Linked DNA regions of Mus musculus: region 2 is linked to region 1. A link is a contact called in public HiChIP or PLAC-seq data. All regions are on one chromosome and are shown on one strand. Each heading gives the region's core, a stretch centred on a gene start, on an enhancer-like site or on the middle of the called end of the contact. The rest is flanking DNA. Distances are from core to core; before and after follow the strand shown. Region 1 holds the start of Zfat (zinc finger and AT hook domain containing). Region 2 has its middle 19 kb from the start of Mir30b.

Region 1 (7,514 bases), core at 2,046-4,545:
TCAACTGGAGACCAGCCTGTCTGTGCATCGCCCAATGCCCCACACTCCCTATGCTCTTTGGCTCCAGGTTCCTCTCCTTATGGTGAGACAATGTCACCTTCCTATCCAGAGGGCCTGCAGCTTTGTCCACTATCCTCTGAGGCAAGGTCCCCACCTACTCATCTGGTTTCTATCCAGACAGGCTGGAACACAAAGGCACCAGATTCCAGAGGTCAATACGTTGCAATGCCAGTTGACCTAGAGTTAAAGGAAGGAGAATATTCTAAACCAGTTGGCAGAGGGGCATCTGAACTTCCATGTTCATCAAAAAAGTAATAAGAGCCCAGGTGAAGAAGCACCCTAAGTGTCCATGAGCGGATGAAGAGAGCGTGCAATGTGAGCACAGAGAATGGCTCTGCCTTTGTAGATAGGCAGGTGGAGCTGAAGCAACAGACCTCACAGATGGAGAGAACAGAATGGGGTCTGAGAGAAAGGGAGGCAGGGCACGAGGCAAGCCTCTATTAGCAAAACTATGTTTTCACGTTCTGTATGATATTCTGCATGGCATAGTGAACAGAATAAATAATGTATTTTTCACTTCAAAAACCCACTAAAAGAGTACATTTCAAATGTTCTCACCTCAAGAAATGATGACAAAAAAAGGTGCCAGACTGGATTAACCTAATTATTCCCCATTGTGCTCATAAATTGCAGGGCTGTGAGTGCCACAAGCACAGGTATAACTATCAACTTACGATTTTCAAAACTTTAAAAAGAACAAAGACAATTCTGCTACTCAACTTCAAGGCCCTGTTTGACATCGGTGTGCCAAGCATTGTCTTTTCAGAAGCAAATTCATTTGTTTTTATATTTTATGTTTTTTTAATTGTTTATTTATTTACATGAGTACACTGTAGCTGTCTTCAGACACACCAGAAGAGGGCACTGGATCCCATTATAGATGGTTGTAAGCCACCATGTATATTTTATGTTTTTTAAGCCAACTTTGAATCTACAATATATGTTTTAAAATGTTCACTATTCCCCACTCCAAAGTTACTTTTTTCCCCTTCAGAACAAAAAAAAAAAAAAAAATCATAATCATGTGGGATGCTTCTTGGAAAATTCTGTCTCGGAAAAAAAAAAAATTATAACCAAACTTCACCCCACCTTTCCATCCACACACACTTCCCAAAGCAAATGCATGGTGACAGTGTGTTGTTATGAAAACCATCTGGAGTGCCACCAGTGTGAGCAAGGTAGAGGCACAACACATGGGCCTCAAGCACAAGGGTCACAGCCCCTGCCTCAGGAGCTCTCAGGAGCTCTCAGAGTCTCTCAGGAGCGGCTCTCTCCAGCAAAGCTGTGAACAGTGAGAGACTGCCTCTGAAGGGAGTACCTGCCCCTGGAAAGTTTGACACGCTGAAAGCTTAACAACCCCAACAGGTGACAAGGGACAAACCATTAGGCTAAATCCCCCTCTATTAAACTGACCCATCTTGATAGAGAGGTTTTCAGGGGCAGCATGCATGAGACATCTATAAAAGAAAATGAGAGGAGGAGAAACAGTGTAATCACCCAACTCTGACTAGGCCTGCTCTGAGCAGCCACTAGATTCTCCTTCAAGACAGCGATAGCTGAGAAGCTGTTGTGTACACTACAAGGTGGGAAAAGAAAGAAGCAGAAACCTTTGCACCCAAAGCAAAAGATACCATGAAAAAGAGACCAACACAGAACAGAGCTGGAACACACACAGAACAGAGCTGGAACTGGGGCAATGACCACCCAGCCTGTTTACCACCCAAAGCCGCCTTTCCAACACCAAAACGGGAAATTTCCCAGAAACGAGCTGACAGAAATACATTTTGTTCAAACTATGAGCCTTCTTCACTTGTCATGGCTGGAAAACAGAAAGATAACCTGTTTGGGGCTTGTTGTGTGTCCCTTTGACCTATAGCCACTCTGTAGCACCAACACTAATTTCACAGATCAAGTGATAGGTTCCAAAGCTAAAGGTGGAGAGTAGTGGAGGTAAGCCCCAGGAACGTGAGTTTTCTGTCCCCTGTATGGATGGACCCAGGCTCCAGCAGGAAACCACAGTGACGTGTACAAATGATCAGCAGCTCCTTCACTCAGTCATTCAATAGAAGGTCACCCCTACTAAGAGCCTGTCTGAATTCCAGGGGACAGTGACAAAGGCCAAGCAAACATATGGTTCACATTGTTTTCCAAGCCAGAAGTCCGATCTCTTTAAAGCTCCACTGTCAGGAATCTGGGCTCTCAACTTTTCTCTTCTTCAGTGAATGACCAACTAAGAACAACCAGGAGACACTGGCAGCGACCCTCGGAAGTCAGGGTCCAAGAGTCTAAATTGGTGTCAATCACAGGCTAGAGGTCACAAGCTTAAGGTTAAGGGGAGTCACCAGGGGTTAAGTGAAAAGTCTACCCTTCCAATGAGACCAGCTAAAGCAGCTTCTGGCTAGACAGTCTGAGGGCTGCCTGGAGGAAGTGGCCTGGAGCCACTTCGTTCAAGCGCACGAGGACAATGCCCTACAGCACTGGGCCAAAGACAGAAGGCAAATGACTACTTGCATGGGACAGGGTCACCCGTGATAAAGCCCATCTCTCTCATTGGCCGCTCCCTCTGAAGGTCACTAGAGAAGGCTGGACTTGAAGCACGTCCTGGCTAAGAACACGGGGTTGATCACTGGGAAGGGGAAGTCATCTACTTTACGAAACTGTTGACTAAGCAAGAAGCCAACTCAAAGCTCACACAAACAGCGGCAGGCAACGGGACTCGAACACCTATGCAGCCAGACGCCCGCGGATGGCCGCTGGCGGGCGCCCTGGCACCGCCCACAGCCCTGGAAACTGCTCCCCAGGCGCGCAGGGCGCTCCCCTCGCTTGCTCTCCACCGCCTCCCTTTTTTTTCTTTCCTGCGGCAGGATCAAGCCAGCTTCCAAACGTGGGCCGCAGAACGCTGCGACGTCGGCGCTCCGCCCGCCCGTGGATCCCTCCGCCGGCCCGAGTCTGCGCGCGGCCTCCCCACTGCACACCACGAGCGGTTTCCCGCGCGGCGCCGCGCCCCACCCCCACCCCGCCGCGCCCCAACCCCCATCCCCGCTCACCTGCCGTCCGCGTCTCCATGGCAACGCCCCCACGGCGGAGGAAAAAAAAAGCCTCGGGCTCTTCCCGGCTCCCTCCCGGGCTGAGCGAGAAAGTCGGACACCCTGAGGAAACTTCGCTCTTTATTTTGATTTTTTTAGGGAAAGAGCCGGAGAGGTTATGGCGAATCTGCGGCATCCAACATGGCGGATGGAGTCTTCGCCCTCCTCTCCCCGGGGATCCGACGCCTACGTAGCGACGTCGGTCGCGGGGAACCGCCCTCGGCACGCAAGGCACAGTGCGCATGCTCGCGGCTACCCTAGGTGCCGGCCTCTCGTCCCGGCGTTCTGCGCGCTGTTTTGGGCCACGCCCGGGGCGGGACGCTGTGATCCTGGGACGTGGGAGTCAGGACCCGGAATGTCCTGAATCCTCTTCCGTGCGGGGACGGCTGCGAGTGGGCAGGCTAGTGCGCCCCTTTGCATACTAGCTTTTCCGGGGCTCAGTTTCCCAAGTTGCCGGTCGGGTTGACTAGGTGTAGTTGGCCCAGGCAGGCTCTCCCAGGGTCCGGGACGAGCCGGGTTGGAAGTGACAGTGCCTCGCACATCTTTTTTTTTTTTTTTTTTTTTTTTTTTTTTGGAAGCTCAGTGACCACCTTTCCGTTTTTTATGTTAGGAGCTTAGAGCCCCCTCCGCACGCTGCAGGAAGCGTCTGTTCCACGTAACTTTGATAGAATATATTTCTACCGACATCGAAGTCCCTTATCCCTACCTATCTTGGTCAGCTTTTTAGCATTCGAAACTGGGAATGAGTTTTAGAGTTGGCCAATTAAGTATATATATAATAATAACAGTCGTACTTGTGCTGGTAAAGCTATCTTTTAGAAAGGTTTTTAAATTAGCCATTGTAAAAAAGTACTCCACACATACAGAAACAAGAGAAAAATGTTAAAAGAAGCAGGACGGAAATGACCGGCGTCTGGGCAGCCCTGGTTTGTTTTTACAGTGCTGGTGAAATGCTGAGTATAGTCCTTCTGTAGTGTTTAGCTTGGAGTGCTCCTCAGACAGCTCTAGGTTCCTCTCTCTTACCCCCACAGGTCGAGGTCATGTGTTTATTACTTCTTCACATTCAGTTGCGCATAACTGTTTGCTACCCCTTTCTGCCATGGACTGAGTTTGCCGAGCGGAGAGAGGGTCCTGTCACAAAGGCCCCTGGGTCTTTTAGTCTTTGCCTACCCATCACAGATTTCATAGTAATGCTACTGAACGACTGAATGAGCTCATTCATTTTGTTCACTTTTTTAAAAACAAAAACCAGAAACGTTGACGTGCCTTTGGGCAGTGAACCTTAAGATGACTGGTCTAATTCTTCATTCTTCTGTTTAGTACATATTTAAAAACATCTTTATTTCAGTGGGCAGGTGAGCAAAGGACAGGTGTTCAGGAAGGTTGTGTAGCTTTTTTGAGATCACATAGACAGTCCATGAAGTGTGTGGCCCCACCTTTCCACAACCCACCAGATGCCGGTAGACACAATGTGAGGAGAATCAGGAAGTTGTTGCTTCACCTCCACTAACTTCTGCCTCAGGGAGGGCTGCGTGGCAGGGGAACAGTAACATCTTTCATTTGAAAATGAACTAACCAGAATGCTGCATTGATGTGATTTCCTTTTTAGAACTCCAAATATTTACACTAATTTTCTGTCAGGACATGTGAGTTGTGCTGGTTGCTGACAATACTGGTTTTGTGCTGGGCTGCCTTTCTTAAAAAGCAGCACTGAAATACTATTGATTGATTAGCAGGTGGGTCGATTGCTCTTGAATGTTGTAGCCAAAATCAGTTTTGGAAATGAAGCTAGTTAACATATATCTCAAAACTCAATGGCTCCCAAACAGTAAAGCCAAATTTTTTTTAAGAAGAAGAAGAAGAAAAAAAAAAAAACTGACTGTAGATGTGGTCTTGAGGGGGTGAGGGGTGGCTGTGATTTTTCTCCACTATTCCTTCCTTAAATCTACTCATTTTTTCAAAAAAGACTTATTGCATATCTTTTCCCAGGCTGGTCCCAAGAAGGAGGAAATTAGTAAGGAAAGGGACGGAAGGCAGTTTTGTGAATGGAGACACCACAGTTGCTTCCTCACCTTCTTGTGTGGCTCACACTTTCAGATGGGGACATGAGTGTGCACTTAGAAGGCAGAGGCTAGCTTTCAGTCTTCTCTATTGTTGTGTACCTCATGTTTTGAGATAGGGCCTCTTGCTGAACCTGAAACTCATTGTCTGACTAGCCTGGCTGGCCAATGAACCCCTAGGATCCTCCTGTCTCGCTCAGCACTAAGATCACAAGCCCACCACACCTAGCGTTTTTTAGAAGGTGCCTAGAATCCAAACTTAGGCCCTCATGTTTGGGCAAAAGAGCTTTACCCCTGAGCCATCTCCTTAGCCCTGACTGACATTTTTAATCTTTACATTTCTAGATGCCTTCAGTTAAGAGAGAAGAACTAATGGAATGAAATGGAAATCACTGAGAAGTTCATAATGAATATTCTCATGCTTTATTGGTTCCTAGAGGAGCTCGGTCCCAGCTTGCCCACTAGTGGTAGTCCACCTATCAAGAGGGCTCAGGGAGGAATCCGTGTCCAAATCTATGGACATGACATGCTATTTAGTTATATGAGAAATTTAGTGGCCTTGCATAATTAAATATATTTGTAGCAATATTAAATAATTATATCAATAGTAAATGCATTTATATGAAAACAGTTTATGTACATAATTTTATATAGTACTGATTGAAATCAGTCTTAGAAAAGGATACATATAACCTTAGCATGGATTTTGAGCCACAAAACTATTAAAAGACAAGGAGAGAAAGAAGCAATTTTAGTCAACATGTTAAAAACCTAAATAGGGATGTTGTCCAAAAGGACAGCATAAGCTATTGATATCAACATGATTGTGACCTTAGGTAGCAGTAAGAGCCAGAGTCACTTCCTCATAGATCTCCATGTTTCATTCACCTGTGTGTGCCCAGTATGTAGGTGTTAGTACTGAGTTTTTCATTGGCCATAACCAATGTCAAAGAACCTGTTTCCAGCCTTAGCACTGAGGGAAACTCAGGGTGGCTGGAAGCTATGTCATCCTTCAAAAACAGGATGCAATAAAAATTCCTGACCTGTAGGAAAGGCAAAGGAGCCAGTGAGAAAGACATAGGTTTCTCTGTGTGTGCTGATTTGCAAACTGAATGCATGACTATAATTGGTAGTTGTTGATCTTTTAGTACCAGGTGTCTGGAAAGCCATGAGTTCCTGAATATTGTGCATGCGGGTTCCTGAGCCTATGTCTGTACACTGCATATGAAGGCTAGAGGTTAATGTGCAGTGCCTTCCTCTTTCACTCTTCCAGGGGCTGGAAAGCTGTGTCCAAACCCCGAATATCTCATCTTGAGGCTACCAGGCATAGGATTGTCTTCCTTTTGCTCTGGCCCTTACAGCTTTGCAACTCCTACCTCTGCCTCCCTTGACATAGTACATGTAGCCTGGTGACCAAATCACAGCTCCCTATAAGGGCATGTCCAGCATTTCTCTTCATGCAAATGAAGCATTCCCAGACCCTCATTACCAGCCAATAATGCACACTCACCCTGAAAACACCTACCCAAACCCCAAGGTTTATATAGCTCTTGTTACCCTCAATAAAAAAGCTGTTTCACAGAAAACCATCTCAGAGAAAGTTGTCTTGTTCTGTCCTACCCCCATACACACTGCACTTACCACTGACCAAGGTTTCATTCCTTAAGTCCCACCCCAAGGACAGAAGTAAAATCAGGCTGGCTTGGTGTTTTGTTTTGGTTTTTGAAGCAGAATCCTGTCATCTGCCTTGTTCCACCCCCTCGGGGCTGACTTCTCACACATACTGTTGAGCCTAACTTTCTTACATTAGGGCTGGGGCATCCAAACTCAGGTTCTCCAGCTTGCATAGCAGGTTGGTTACTCACTGAGCCATCTTGACGTTAGGACTGACTGTAAAGAGAACAGCTTGTGTATTGGTTGTATGGATGCATCACCTGTCAACTAAAAAGCCTGTGGCCTATGGCTTAGGCAGGAAATAGAAGATAGGACATGGGAGGAGAAAGAATTCCAGGAGAGGAGGAGGTGGGGAGATTTGCCAGGGAGATGATGGACACATGGTACCTGAGCACAGGTAAGCATGTGCAGAAAGGACACATGGTACCTGAGCACAGGTAGCCATGTGGCAGAATGTAGGCTAGAATAAATGGGCTATTTTAGTTATGATCTAGTCAAGAGTAGAGTCTAGCTATATGCTCAAGATGTTTGTAAATGTATTTTTGAGTCTGAATCTTATTTCTGGGAGCATCGGGCTGGGAAGAAGAACTAGGGCATAACTACAACTGACAGTGTAAGTGCCTGGTTAGATTAC
Region 2 (7,311 bases), core at 3,172-5,671, 60 kb after region 1:
AAAAAAAAAAAAAAAAAAAAAAAAAAAGCCCAGGGCTCAATAGTTTTAGTTCAGATTTCTACTAGACTTTCAAAGAAGAGCTAATACCAATACTCCACAAATAATTCCACAAAATAGACACAAAAGGAATATCACCAAACTCATTCTGTGAGGCCACAGTCACCCTGATACCTAAACCACACAAATACTCAAGAATGAAAGAGAATTTCAGACCAACTTTGCTAATGAACATTGACACACACACAAAAAAAAATGCTTAATGAAAATCTGGTAAACCAAATCCAAGAACACATCAAAACATACCATGATCAAGTAGGCTTCATCCTAGAGATGCAGGGATGGTCCAATATACAAAAATCCATTGATGTAATCCACTAGATAAACAAACTGAAGACAAAAAACACACGATCATCTCAGATGCTGAAAAGATCTTTGACAAAATCCAACACCCTTTGATGTTAAAAGTCTTGGAAAGGTCAGGGATTCAATGCACGTATCTAAACAGAACGAATTGGAGAATTCTCAACAGAGGAATCTTGAATGGCCAAGAAGCACTTAAAGAAAGGTTCAACATCCTTAGTCATCAGGGAAATGTAAATCAAAATAACCCTGAGATTCCACCTTACACCAATCATAATGGCTAAGATCAAAAGCTCAGGTGACAGCACATGTTGTCAAAGATGTGGAGGAAAAGGAATACTCCTCCATTAGTAGTGGGATTGCAAACTGGTACAACCACTCTGGAAATCAATCTGGAGGTTCCTCAGAAAGTTGGAAATAGATCTGCCTGAAGACTCTATCCTGAAGATACCACTATTGCGTATATACCCAAAAGATGCCCGACCATACCATAGAGGAACATGTTCCACTATGCTCATAGTGGCTTTATCTGTGATAGTCAGAAGCTGAAAACAACCCAGATGTCTCTCAACCCAAGAATGGATACAAAAATTAGTATTCTGTTTATACAATAGAATACTATCCAGCTATTAAAAACAAGGACATCATGAACTTTTCAGGAAAATGGATGGAACTAGAAGATATGATCATGTGTGAGGCAACCCAGACCCAAAACAACATGCATGGTATGTACTCACTGATAAGTAGATATTAGCCAAAAAGTAGAGTATACCCATGATATAACCCACAGACAGTAAGAAGTTTAACAAGAAGGTAGGCCCAAGTGAGGATGCTTCAATCCCACTTACAAGCAGGAACAAAATAATCAGGAGGGAGGGAAAAGGGAAGAGGGACCTTGGTGGGAGAGGGGAGGGGAGAATAGGGTGCAGGATCAGATATGGGTGGAGACAGGAAGAAGATCAGAGGTCCAGGAGAATAAATAGGAACATGCAGCTGTAGGAAGTGTGTGTGTGTATCTCTAGAAAGTCCCAGAGACCTGGAATGGCAGAGGCTCCAAGAAGTTAATGGGGATGACCTTAGCCGAAATGCCCAACAGTGGGGAGATGGAACCAGAAGAGACCACTTCCAGTAGACAGACAGGGCCCCAGTGGAGGGATGGGGTCACCAACCTACCTTTAAAATTTTTGACCCAGAATAGATCCTGTCTAAAAGAAATGCAGGGACAAAAATGGAGCAGAGATGAAAGGAAAGGCCATCCAGTGACCAATCCAACTTGGGAACAGTCCAATGGGCAGGCAAATCTTGATAGTATTACTTATGCCATGTTTGGCCTGCAGACAGGAACCTAGCATGACTGTCCTCTGAGAAGCTCTACCAGCACTTGGCTGAGACAGATGCAGATACTCACAGCCAACCATTGCACTGAGGTTGGGGACTCCTACGAAAAAGTTAGGGTTAGGATTGTAAATAAATAAAACAATTTTAAAAATTAAATTAAATTTAAAAAAAAGAAGTGACAGTTATCTTTAGCTTTGCAAATACTACCAAGACAGAAGAGGCACCAGCAATTGCTGAGCTTACTACCGTCCTCAATTTCCACCTTTCATTAGATACCACAGAATATTTCCCATCCATTTTTTTTCTTTCTAAATGGGAAGATTGATCCAAATGACGAAGTATTTGAGTACTCAAGAGGAAAAAAAAAAAAAAACAACCTGTGACTATTTTCTCCAATGCTTATAAATGTGGAAAAATAATTAGATTATGGAATGACTCTTTACATTCAGAAAAGTCCTGTACACCAAGAACACATGTTCATATTAAAGGCAACATACAGACAGGAAAGAATCAATAATCTGGAAGAAAGATGATGGATGCTAGGTTTTAAGATTCAACTGTCTCTGCCATTTTCAGCACTACTTGAAATAGCAAAAGCTCCAACACTGAAAGCCATATGCTTAAATGTATTTTCATGAGTGGTAATGTCAAATGTTTCAGCAAGCCTTCTCTCTTTGCTGCTGATACTTCATGTTTCCCATGTTCTTACTCAGAATCAAGTTCCTCTGCCCTCCTATCCTGTTTTAAATCACTGAACAGGGTGCTGTGGTTCTACAGTGACAGATTTAGATGAAAAATGAAACTCAAACATGTAGACAGTCTGATTGCAGCTTGTGCAACCAAATCAGATGTTCTTCCTGCTTTCCCATTTCATCTGGTTGAGTATGGGCAAATCATCTGAAAGTCACCCTTCTTTCTGCTCAAAGTTTGTAGAGTAAAATAAGAAAAAAATACTTATATACTGCTACATTTTTTCCTTCCTACTCTGGAATCTTCTAGAAAACAGCTGAGCCTAGGTAGCTGATGAACCTCCACCCCCATCTCGGCTGGATTTCTAATCTGCCTTCCTATACTGTGCTGAGGCCAGCCTTCATATAATTGAGAATGAATAATGGTGCTCTAACCACTTTCTTATACTCCCCCCCCCACCCCAGTGCTCATTTGTGGAATAGTTCAAGGTGAAGATTGACATCTTCACATTCAGATAATTACCAGAGGATATGGAGATGACTGTGAACACCTTATACATTTTATGCCTTGGAGAGATGAGCTTTACTCATGAGAAGAAAAGCAGCAGCATATGAAAGGATGAAATCCTTTCCCATCCTTAGCAAACAAAGCCCACATTCTCACTTGTCGATACACTGGGTATGTGTGGTCAGCAGATTCTAGATTTAGTTGAAAGTCCTTTCCTATTAATTAGCTATGTGACTTTGGGTAAGTCACTAACCTAAATGGATTTTAATTTTAATCAAATGGAGAAGAAACACAATGTTGCAAATTCTTTGTGAAGTCTGAAATTCCTATACCAATGCAAATGATCTTATTTAATTGACATAATTCTGGGCATTGAATACAACAATGGAGGGGTCAGCAGGGGATAGAATTTTCCTTATTGCCTCCAAGGGAGAATGAACAAGGAAGCTAGAGAGGAAATTAACATCTTAGAGTGCTTCTCTTTGCATCTTGTGATAGACTTAGCTTTGTCAGCAAGATTTCTCACAATATGGTCTTTGAAACTTAGTAATATTATTGAAAGAACGGAGGCTTAAAGTCACATGTACCTGGAATGATCCTTAGCAGTGCCACATGTTGTGTGGGTGGGAAGACTGCTTAACCTCTCAAGACTTCCTCTATAAAATGGTAATTATGAAGATTTCCTAAGCCACTTTATGAAAAAAGCGAATAATGGTGTTTTGGATATAGTAGGTATTCAATAAATACAAGTTCTGTTTTCTCTTTTGTAGAGGAATTGTTAGGGTTTTAAATTTTGTGTCCCTACTTTTTTTGTGGGGATTCACTAAGACCCATCAATAGAATTACCTAAAGAAAGGAAAATGTACAGACCCAGCAGCATTTTTGACATTGGTCTGTAATCAGTATTTGGGAACAATAATGTGCTAATGAGGGGAAACAGAAACTAAACATTGTTTAAGAGTGATTTCGAAAAGTGTGTTATGCAATAAATAACATGGTAACCTCTTAGTTGACTCTCATATCTTGTAGCTCTCAAATGAATAGCACTCTCTTTTCAAACATATGGTGATCTATTTAAAAGAGCAACAGTGGACAAGAGTAGTGAGGTTGCCCTTACACCATCCTCAGTGGATCCCCAAACAACCCAACAGGCTACATCTTCTACTCATAACATAAATGTTTCCAGCTGGGCAGTGGTGGTACACACCTTTAATCCCAGCACTTGGGAGGCAGAGGCAGGTGGATTTCTGAGTTCAAAGCCAACCTGGTCTACAGAGTGAGTTCCAGGACAGCCAGGGCTATACTGAGAAACCCTGTCTGGAAAAAAAAATGTTTCTAAAACTTCATAGCTGAGCTGTCTTCTGTAAGTCTCTTTAAAATTAATTATTAAAGCCTTCTCCATTAGTCTTTTGTTTGGCCTTCATAAAACCATTTATTTTTTGCAGTTTAACAAATAAAAAACCCCACTGCATTATCTATAAATATATGGCTCCAGATATGGGAAGAAGGCTATGACTCATACTAGACCACTCCTTAAGGGCAGCTCTGTTATGACTGTATTCTGGGAAGTGTGCTGGATCTATTCTTCACACATAGGCAAAATCAAAATAAGCTGGCAATATAAAAAGGACTTTTTTGTGTGTGTTTTGTTTTTTGTTTTTTGAAGACAGGGTTTCTCTGTGTAGTCCTGGCTGTCCTAGAACTCACTCTGTAGAACAGGCTTGCCTTGAACATAGAAATCTGCCTGACTCTGCCTCCCAAGTGCTGGGATTAAAGGTGTGCACACCACTGCCCAGATGAAAAGGACTTTCTTGTCAGGAACTGACTCTTGTCAGTCCCTATTTGGTTAGATCAATGTACTGTGCCATTCACTTGGCCAAGAAATCCATCCATCCATCCATCCATCCATCCATCCATCCATCCATCCATCCATCCTTCTATCCATCCACCCACCACCCACCCACCTATCCACCCTTCCCTATTACAAACCACATGCTTGATCTTAGAAGTAAAACATCAATTAAAATGTATTCCAAACATAACACAATTAGTGTTACAGAGTTACTGTGACACACACAGTTTAGTGAACATAGAGGAATGAATGCACAGGAACTCAGGCAAAAGCATCAGAGTAGATTTTTAGAAGAGGATTTTTAGCAGGAACAATTAAATGCCATCCAATCAGTAACAGTAAGGATAGCCCTGATTCCTCATCCTTTCCTACCTAAGGCAAATGCCATTAAAAAATGTCTTCTCCAGAGAATACCCCATCCGAGGATCCATCCCATAATCGGCCACCAAACCCAGATATGATTGCATATGCCAGAAAGATTTTGATGAAGGGACCCTCTTATAGCTGTCTTGTGAAGTGGATGCTCACAGTCATCTATAAGATGGAACACAGGGCCCCCAATGGAGAAGCTAGAGAAAGCACCCAAGGAGCTGAAGGGGTCTGCAACCCTAGAGGTGGAACAACAATATGAACTAACCAGTACCCCCAGAGTTCGTATCTCTAGCTGCATATGTAGCAGAAGATGGCCTAGTCAGCCATCACTGGGAAGAGAGGCCCCTTGGTATTGCAAACTTTATATGCCCCAATACAGGGGAATGCCAGGGCCAAGAAGTGGGAGCAAGGCAAGGGGAGGGTATGGGGAACTTTCGGGATAGCATTTGAAATGTATATAAAGAAAATATCTAATAAAAAAATGTCTTCTGTAACGACCAGGTTCAGGAGCACATGTTTTACTCTCCCTCAGATTTTTCTATAACCCTTCCTAACCCCAGACATATCCAATGTCTGAACTTGACAGGATCATGACCTCACTGGTGAGCGTGTAGCCAAACTCAACATGAATACTCATATTACCATACTGCATGCAACTCTTAGTGTGAGGAACACAGGACAAGACCTGCAGACACTCTAAGGTCATGAGAAAGTGGGAGCCTGCCTATTGGTTCCATGACCTTTCTCCTCAAGGCTACCAGGAACCAGTACCTGGAAAACCTTACCTGGGTATTGGCTCCATCGTGTTCCCGCATATACCCCCAATAAAGCCTCATTTGGGCTGCTATTGCCTCTTCATGATTTCTGTCTTGAACTGAGTGAAAGGATTCAAGATTGAGTAGGTCACACTTGGAGCTGAGAGTGGATAACCATGCAAGCTGTCAAGACTAATAAGAAAGTAGGGAATTCACTACGGAAAAATAGTAAACTTGGAGACAGAGGGTTACAAGCAGGATGCTTTGGAAGGTTTGAGTATGATGAGTTTGTTTCAGAGATAGATACCAGAAGGTGGGTTCCTGCCGTGGTTATCTAGTGTTCTTCAGATGCTGCAAGGGAGACTAAGGGAAACAGTTAGTTGATGTATTTATATTTATGTGCTGTATTTATTGGGCTTTGGCAAAGTGGTGCTTTTATAAATTGTTAAATTTAAATTTCATGGTATGGCTAAAGGAATCTGAGGGTTTCATGAATGCATTGTAATCACACACTACATCAATATGTTATAATCCCAGTACTGAAAACTTTAAAGAACAGAAGCCATTACAAAGATATTTGGAAACTATTGGCCAGATAATTGTGTGAACTACACTGAGGACTCTGAACCTACTCCCGAAATGAACACTCAACAGACTGTGTGAAAAAGTCTTGATTCGTTTACCACGGGATGGAGTCTCTGCAGGAGTAGTGGGGATAGCTGTGGAAATGCTCAAATCTGAGTTTAAAATGCTGCAAAACGGCCAAGCAGGTAATGGCAGTATGGACTGCACATTTATGTGGATTTAGACCTCTTGCTGACTCTGATAATTATAGGAGGCTACACACATGGTGGATAGTAATTATGCATAACTTTTATAAAGGTATTATTAAAGACAAGAAAATCAAAGTTACAAATGCCTTATTTTTTAGTTTATTTTTGAGATAGGGTCACAATATGGAACCTTGGCTGGTCAGAAACTCAGAGAGATCCACTTGCCTCCACCTCCAGAGAGCTGGGATGAGAGGCCTGTGGCCTCACTCCCAGTACAACAAGTCTTAGTTCATAAATGAGTCTTCTGTCACTGAATCTGCTTCTTCTTATTTGGGAAATTTAGACAAAGGTGTGATTTATTTTTCTTTGGAGATCACCACCCAAAGAAGAAATTTACAAATATAAATAATTAGAAAAAAGTTTTTAAGGCCACATCAGAGGATCAACAAACAAGCAAACAAAACCTTCTGTGAGAACATTTCACAGGTTACTTGAAAATAAAACCTGTCCTGTACAACTGTGAGTTCCTGAAAGCATTTCAGTCTATGCTAAAACCTAAAATAGTGTGGGCACTGGATGTAACACTCACATTAAATTATACAATCTGGAATCAGATTAAGAGGAACAAAGTCCAAGTCCTCTGAATTCCATCCCAGTGTTTCAA

What was found. HiChIP or PLAC-seq counts read pairs in DNA pulled down with a chosen protein or histone mark.
Region 2: an H3K4me3 HiChIP or PLAC-seq map of bone marrow-derived macrophages shows a contact between it and region 1, with 4 times the contacts expected there. The contact joins the enhancer-like site here to the promoter of Zfat in region 1. A contact is called at or near these places in 2 of 15 datasets of contacts at CTCF or cohesin (CD8 T cells and the NIH/3T3 cell line), 6 of 484 Hi-C or Micro-C datasets (the AML12 cell line, ECoMG-derived neutrophils, the G1E-ER4 cell line and 2 more), 7 of 115 datasets of contacts at active chromatin or transcription factors (the 230-238 cell line, the SCID.adh cell line, bone marrow-derived macrophages and 4 more) and 1 of 9 other capture datasets (adipose tissue).

Annotation. Positions count from the first base shown.
Region 1 is chr15:68,255,561-68,263,074 of GRCm38.p6, forward strand. It overlaps Zfat (zinc finger and AT hook domain containing), which reads right to left and starts at 3,296. Exons shown (of 16, transcript NM_001145888.1): 1 at 3,108-3,296. The coding sequence starts at 3,126.
Region 2 is chr15:68,314,655-68,321,965 of GRCm38.p6, forward strand. No RefSeq gene overlaps it. Among named protein-coding and RNA genes, the nearest start is that of Mir30b, 19 kb to the right of the region's middle. Within about 2 kb of position 4,422, at least 3 of the 459 cell types and tissues checked have an H3K27ac peak or open chromatin away from gene starts, as enhancers often do. A contact at or near this core is called in bone marrow-derived macrophages, where this site is marked.